2 separate regions of the Mus musculus genome follow, and region 1 is linked to region 2. The links are chromatin contacts, called in public promoter capture Hi-C maps. All regions are on one chromosome and are shown on one strand. The core of a region is the stretch at or near the end of the contact, and the rest is flanking DNA. Distances in the headings are between cores, read along the strand shown. Region 1 holds the start of Tmem35b (transmembrane protein 35B). Region 2 holds the start of Fhl3 (four and a half LIM domains 3).

Region 1 (3,153 bases), core at 478-2,977, 2.4 Mb after region 2:
AGAATTGTGGAACTGAGCATAATTATATGTAATTTTAATAACACAAGGGAGAAAATGTAGCCTTTATGTTGGTGATTGTTCTTGAAGTTTCAAGAGGAAATGTCTTGTTTACGGAGTTCCCCAAGAGACCAGGCCAACCCACTTGTCCCAGTACACCAGTTAGAGGTGAGCAGTGAAGGGCAGAGCAAGACTGGGCTGGGAAGAACAAATTGTGATTCATTGACCCCACCCACCTCAGCAGTTTTTGTTTTGTTTTGTTTGAGACAGGGCCTCTCTGTATAGCCCTAGCTATCCTGGAACTCATGTCAACCAGGCTAGCTTAGAACTCAGAGATCTGACTACCTCTGCTTCCTGACTGCTGGGACACAATGCCACCTTAGTTTGAAGGACTAACTGGGACTCTGAAATATCACAGGAAAAGGGAACAGTGGAGGGTTGGGCGCCTGACAGTCGGACTTCTTGGTAAGGACAGTCGTCTGATTGATGGTTCTTTCAGTTCTAGTTTTGCAAATGGTTCCCACTTTAGGGAGCAGTTTGGTTTTAGCCTCATCACTGTGGCATTTGCCCCATTTAAGGCCTGGTCTGCTCTGCCAGACTCGCTGCTGCTTGGAGCTGGCTTTGCTTCTTCACTGTCATTATGCTTTTGGGTGAGTTTTGTCTTTCCAAGGTTATCTATCACAGGAGAAAGTGACTCAGGGGAAAAAAAGTGACAAAACAGAGTTAAGTTAGGCCAGCAACCAGTACCTTCCTGCATGACCAAGTAGGCATGTGCACTTTAAAAACATGAGCAGTTTTAGTCACCAGCCATATCGCCAGCCCTCCGAGAGTTATGTAGATGGAAGCAGATCCAAGTACGTGGCCAGTAAGCATGAACAGTGGGAGGGTTTGAGACCATAGGGCTTCTTTTGGACCCATAGACCAGGGCTTGGGAATTATTTTATTTTATTTTATTTTGAGACTGGCCTTTGCGATATAGTCCTCACTAGCCTAGTTCTTGCTGTGAAGTTCATTCAACTCTGGGCAGTCCTCAGGCCTTATCCTCACTAGTTGGGGAATTACAGGCACATCATGCGTGGCAGTAGCCAGCTTTCATGAAAGGTCAGATAGTATTCAGTGGCTCAGCCATAGATGGTATACAAATGGATGCAGGTCAACACTTTCACCCTTGTACCCCGAGGTGTTAGTTTTATATAATTTTCAATTGTTGTGAAAATTCCTTGAACATTGCTTAATCATTTCTAGAATGTTATTATTTTCCTTATGGGTGTGTGTTAAAAAACTCGACAACCGGAAAAAATTGGTCCTCTGTTTGCCAGTGCAACCAAGTAAGGGATTCTTTAAATATCTTTCTCATTTTTCTTTTGGTTGAGCAATGGGAGGGGCAGGTATTTTAGGCATAGGTGGACCAGAAAAACTTACAGTTACTGCTTTATTGCTCATTAATTGTAGGGTTCACTGATTTTCTAGTAACTTTCTGAAGGCCATTGTGCAACTTCCATACAGCTGCAGACCCAGAGACACTCAGGGAGTTGGGTGGTGTCAGATTCCTCTAGCACGGGTGGGTTTGAAGGCCAGATCGCGTGGACACACACCCGATACTCCGCACCCTCCACAATGAGTACAGCCTGTAAGGAAAGGCCTCAGTGGGCGGGTCTTAGCGGAGGTGGCCATCAGTGGGCGGGGCTGAAAGTTGGGCGTAACCGGGTGGGCGGGCCGGACCGACTGTAGTCTTCCGGTAGGGAGGAAGAGTCGTCCAGGAAGGCGGGCGCTGCTATGTCGTTCAGGGTAGGCGTGTTGCGGGTTCTGCTTGGCGTCTTCTTCGCGCTCACCGGGGCTGCCAAGCTCTTTCAGGTCTCGGCCCCCGTGTCACAACAGATGGTGAGCGGCACCCGGGGAAGGACAGTGTGTGCTCGGTTCCCGGGGGCTTCATGCCTTCGGGCTCGAGGCCGCCTGGGCCTTTCCTCCTATTTTCTACACCTTCTCCAGGTGGGAGGGCACGGGACTTAACTGCTGGCTGAGCATGTTGTCCCCAGGCCGATTTAGAGTTGGAGAAGTGATGGGACTCAGGAGGTCCAGGAAGACAAAGTGAAAAAGTGACCTAGCACCCCTCTCCACCCCACATCCACCAACCCATTGTTCCAGGTTGGGGAGGCAGAATTTTACTTTATTTGGTTTTTGTTTGTTTGTTTGAGCTGGTCTTCTGAATGTGTCCCTCTGGCTGGCTGGCCCGGAGCTCACTCAGTGTAGTGGCTGGCCTCGAACTTGCAGAGATCCACCTACCCCAACCTCCAGACTACTGGGATTAACGGCTTACCTACCTTAGAAATCTTTTTTAAGCTTGAAACTAGTCATGATGGTAAAATGTAATTTACCAAAACATTACACAGCTATTCAAGCAAGGCTCAAAGTAGACCAATCTAACTAGACTCCTCAGTGTCCCACGCAGCCTGGGACAGAAGCATAGAAGTCACTGACTGTAGTTCCTTATCCCGAGAGGGTCTACCAGCAGTTTCCAGACCCTCAGAGAAGCCAGGCTCTGTGGAAGACCCCTGTTGCCACCTCCCAAGCCTGGGTACTACTACGATTTTCTTCTCCTTTTCCTCCTCCTCCTCTCCTCCCTTCCTCCTTTTTTCTTCTTCCTTTCCTCTTTCTTCTTCCCCTCCTCTCCTCCCCTCCTCCTCCTCTTTTCTTCTTTCTTCTTCCCTAAGATGGTGGGTTCTTTAGGATAGATATGGTAAAAGCCAAACAGCTTAAACTCTCTGCAGGTGTGTCTCATGTGCGGCCCTTGGACCACATACACTCCAGGATAGCTGTCACTGTAGCCCAGCATAAAAGTGTAAATTTAAAATCCGTGCTTTTTTTCCCCCTTTCAATTCAGCTGTGGGGTTCTGGAGCAGCTCTGTAGGTGACAGTATGGAGCTCCCTCCTTGGAAGCCAGAGTAGGACAGGCAGGGCTGCTGTTGGACCACAGGAAACAGTCCTGAGGGTGGAGCAGGCCCAGGGAAGGGTCTGAGTAGGGTGTGTTACACCCCCTCAGCTGTTCCTTGTGTCTGCCACAGTAGAATCAGGACCTGCATAGAAGATGGAAAGTGTCAGTCATTCTCTAAGGAGTCTATCCATCCCACCTGCAGATATTCAGAGAGAAGAGAAACT
Region 2 (3,386 bases), core at 235-2,734:
TGTGTCAAGTTGACACAAAACTAGACAGTACAGTTTCCCACCATTGTCCCCACTTCAGGTCAGGACAGACAGACCCCTCTCGCTGTCTACTCCAACCAGGAATGATAGTGTTTCCTGCATTCCTGTACATAGAGCTCCCTAGACCTGGGAGACAAGTCCCAGAGGAAGGGCTCACCCTCAGACTGTCTGATAGTAGGTGCCTGGCAGGGAGTGGCAGGGGGTCCAAATGAAAGCAGTGTGTGACATTCATCCCTCATTTACTGCAGGTCAAACACTGGAGTAGATACTGGGAATGCAGTAGTGAAAAAAAAAAAAAAAAAAAACCGACCCAACCTCTGCCCTCGTGGCATTTGCAATTTAAGAATCAACAACATTTAAGCAATCCTTTAACTCTGAAAGAAAACCTGGCCTAGAGGCTGTCTTAGGACCTAGCAACCAGACCCCTGATACAGAAGGGAAGGCGCCACACCAGCCTTGAAGGGTCTTAATCCCCAAAATGCTAGCAAGGCTGGATGCAGCCTTGAATTAGGGGGGGCCTCTCTGGACATCTGAATCATCCCCGAGACGCAAAGGTTATTACCAGGGTTAGTTTGTTGTCTCTTGTTTTGCAAACAGCACAACAGAGCTCCCCCACCCCCACCCCGCCCTCCAGATCAAGGCTATTTATTCCTAGTGACAAGCCTGAGGATCCCAAGGGGGGTGGCCTCAAGGACCTGGATGGGCCTCGTGTCCCTGGCAGACACTAGTCCTCCCTTCCCGGAATAGGGTAGAAGCTGGAGGATCAAAAACTGCACAAGTTCCCTCCCTTCTTAACCACCCCTGCCTGCACCAACCACTCGCACTGTTCACACACCCTCTCGAGAAACCCAAAGCCAGGGAGGCCGAGGATTAGGGTCTCCCTGAGCCTCAAAGGTCAAAACTATTCCTGGGCACTATAGAAACCTCAGTGCCAGGGCACAGTTGAGGATGGGGAGGTTGTTGCCTGTGCTTTCGCCAGTCGCTTATAGAATAAAGCCCTTTGAAATTGAGGAGGATAAAGGCTCGCTCTCTTTAGCCCAAGTTTCTAGAAAAAAAAAAAAAACCTTGATCTCCGCTGGTAAGGCAGAATCAAAACCACGCCTCCAGCCGGCTGGATTAAGGCCTCCTTCCCAAGCTAAGGTTTAGTGTAACATCTGGGGATGAGCTAGAGGGAAAAGAGGAAGGGAGGTCTGGTCTCCAGATGGACTCTAGCTAGTCCTAGGAGCTCTGCACCCCTGGCCTGAGATCGCTTCCAGCCGTCCCCCGGGGTCCGAAGGGCGCAGGAGGCGGGTTAAGCTGCAGGGGGCGAGCAAGGAGTGGTCGAGGAGGTCAGAGCACCAGGTTCGACTGGGCTGGGCTCGCCGCAGGCAGGAGGGGGCGGGGTCTGGCCCTTGCGGGCGGGTTGGGGGCCCGGGGGCGGGGTCCGGGCGGGGCGGGCCCGAGCACTTCCTCGGAGGCTTAGGGCCGCGCGCCCACTCGCCCACACAGTCAGTCGCAGCCGGCTACCTCGCCGCTGCTCTCTCGGCCCCCCTCCGCCTGGCCCACAGGTAGGAGCCGCCGGGCGATCGGCTCCCGCCCCACCCACGCCGCGCGCGCCCAGCTCCCGCGCCCGCTTCGAGGTGAGAGTCCCCCGCCCCAGCTGCGCTCGGACCAGGGTCGCTCTCTGGGCCCCTCACCCCTGTCTTCTGCTGGGGCATCCCGAATTCGGGACCCCACGCGCCTGCACGGACCCCACCGCTCCGCGCCTCCCGGCCGGGCGGGGACCGCCAGAGTTGCAAGGGGTGGGGACCAAGTTTGAACTAGAAAAGCTACAGAGATCAGCAGGGTTGGAGAAACTGAGGCTCTTAGGGAGCCTGGTAGAACAGACAAGGACGCGCGCCCCAGGAGGCTACCGGGACCACTCCAACGAGGGCAGAGAATGGCCGGATGAACTTCTCGAGGCACGGCGGGGACCCGGGTTCTGGGGAGCATTTTAAGAAGCAAATGTATGGCCCCAGGGAACTCATTGCTAGCACCCTTCCCAGGGCCTTGGAGGGCCCCGAGGCTGGAGCTTGTTAGACTAGCGCTAAATCTGCCTCCCGGAGGCCTAAAGAGACTCTCAGGTCAGAGACATAGAGACGTCGAGAGAGACCAAGACTTGGATATGAACAGGGATAGAGATCCCCAGAGTGGAGGCCCTACTGGGACACAGCTCCAGAGATACAGGAACACCTTCACCCAAACACAAAGACGGGTACTGACTAAGCTCAAGGGTACTGAGAGGTACGGAGTGGAGGCTAGAGTTCGCTGAGGAGAGACACCTAGTGTGTTCACTGACAGCTGCCCCAGGCTTGAAAGGGTGGAGGCAAGGCTAGGGGGAAATTGACTCTTAGCCAGCCCATCCCCCAGGAGGCAGAGGACCTGAGGCTGTAAAGCTGAGCTGAAGAGAGAGAGAGAGCCCCATACACACACAGCCACTAAGACAGCGCCAACTTATTTTTAAACTCAAATCTTGGACGCTCTGCTTCAGCCCTAGGGGACTCTGGGGTGAATGAAATGTCCCTCTCCTGTTCTCGGAGCAGCTGCAGGATCTGCTCCCTTCGCCCTAAACTGCTTTGACTTCCAGGCCCTGTGGGGAAGAGGGGCAGTGGAGAGTTTGGGATTGGTGCCTGGTTGGGGGGGGGCTCTAATTTCTCCCCTAAGTCTCTTGTCAAGGGGGAGGGGTCTTCTCTGAGTTACAGCTGTGGGGTCTGGCCAGGGTCCTCCTGGACTTGGGATGGGCGGGGGGGGGGGGTTGCGGGAGGCGGGGAAGGGGGATATACTAAAGGGTTGAGCAGTTGGCATGGGTAATTGGAAAGACTTCTGGGTGTCTTCCAATGGCAGGCTGGCAGCCGGGGAAGACAGCCAGCTCTAGTGTATCTCCTGTTCGCCCTCCCTCCCCCCCAAAGGATGACTGCCCCTTCCACCACTACCAAAGCATTTCTAGGCAGAGTTCCCCTCTGATGGATAGGACACTTCTGCTCCAATTGCTGAACAGCCTTGGCCATGCCCCTAGCCTGCCCCTGGTATCTTGTACTGAGCTCTAAAGGGGACCTATACTCTGTCCTTCCTTTTCGTAAGCTGAGATGCAGTGGTCGTGGGGTGTGTATTTTGTAGATGACAAGGAATCTAGCAAGTATGTGCTCCTGGGAACTAACCATCTCTAAGGTCTTTAAAGTCCCCCCCACCCCACCCTGGTATCCCACTGGCTGGGCTAGAGCTTACGATGTGTACCAGTGGTTCCCTCAGACTTCACTAAGACTCCCAAGGTCACATCCCAGGTTAACTCTTGCTTCGGGCCTACCTGAGACTACCACTGTTTGGCTCCAGTAGGAGTTGAGGGGCTTGTT

The links. Promoter capture Hi-C pulls out the DNA fragments that hold promoters and counts their contacts.
Region 1: a contact with region 2 is called in a promoter capture Hi-C map of the HPC-7 cell line. The contact joins the promoter of Tmem35b here to the promoter of Fhl3 in region 2. A contact is called at or near these places in 2 of 39 promoter capture datasets (the HPC-7 cell line and liver).

What each region holds. Positions count from the first base shown.
Region 1 is chr4:127,124,316-127,127,468 of GRCm38.p6, forward strand. Tmem35b (transmembrane protein 35B) reads left to right here and starts at 1,728. Exons shown (of 3, transcript NM_001099319.2): 1 at 1,728-1,878. The coding sequence starts at 1,774. Zmym6 (zinc finger, MYM-type 6) reads left to right here. Exons shown (of 14, transcript NM_001285885.1): 14 at 1-59.
Region 2 is chr4:124,699,215-124,702,600 of GRCm38.p6, forward strand. Fhl3 (four and a half LIM domains 3) reads left to right here and starts at 1,485. Exons shown (of 6, transcript NM_010213.3): 1 at 1,485-1,637.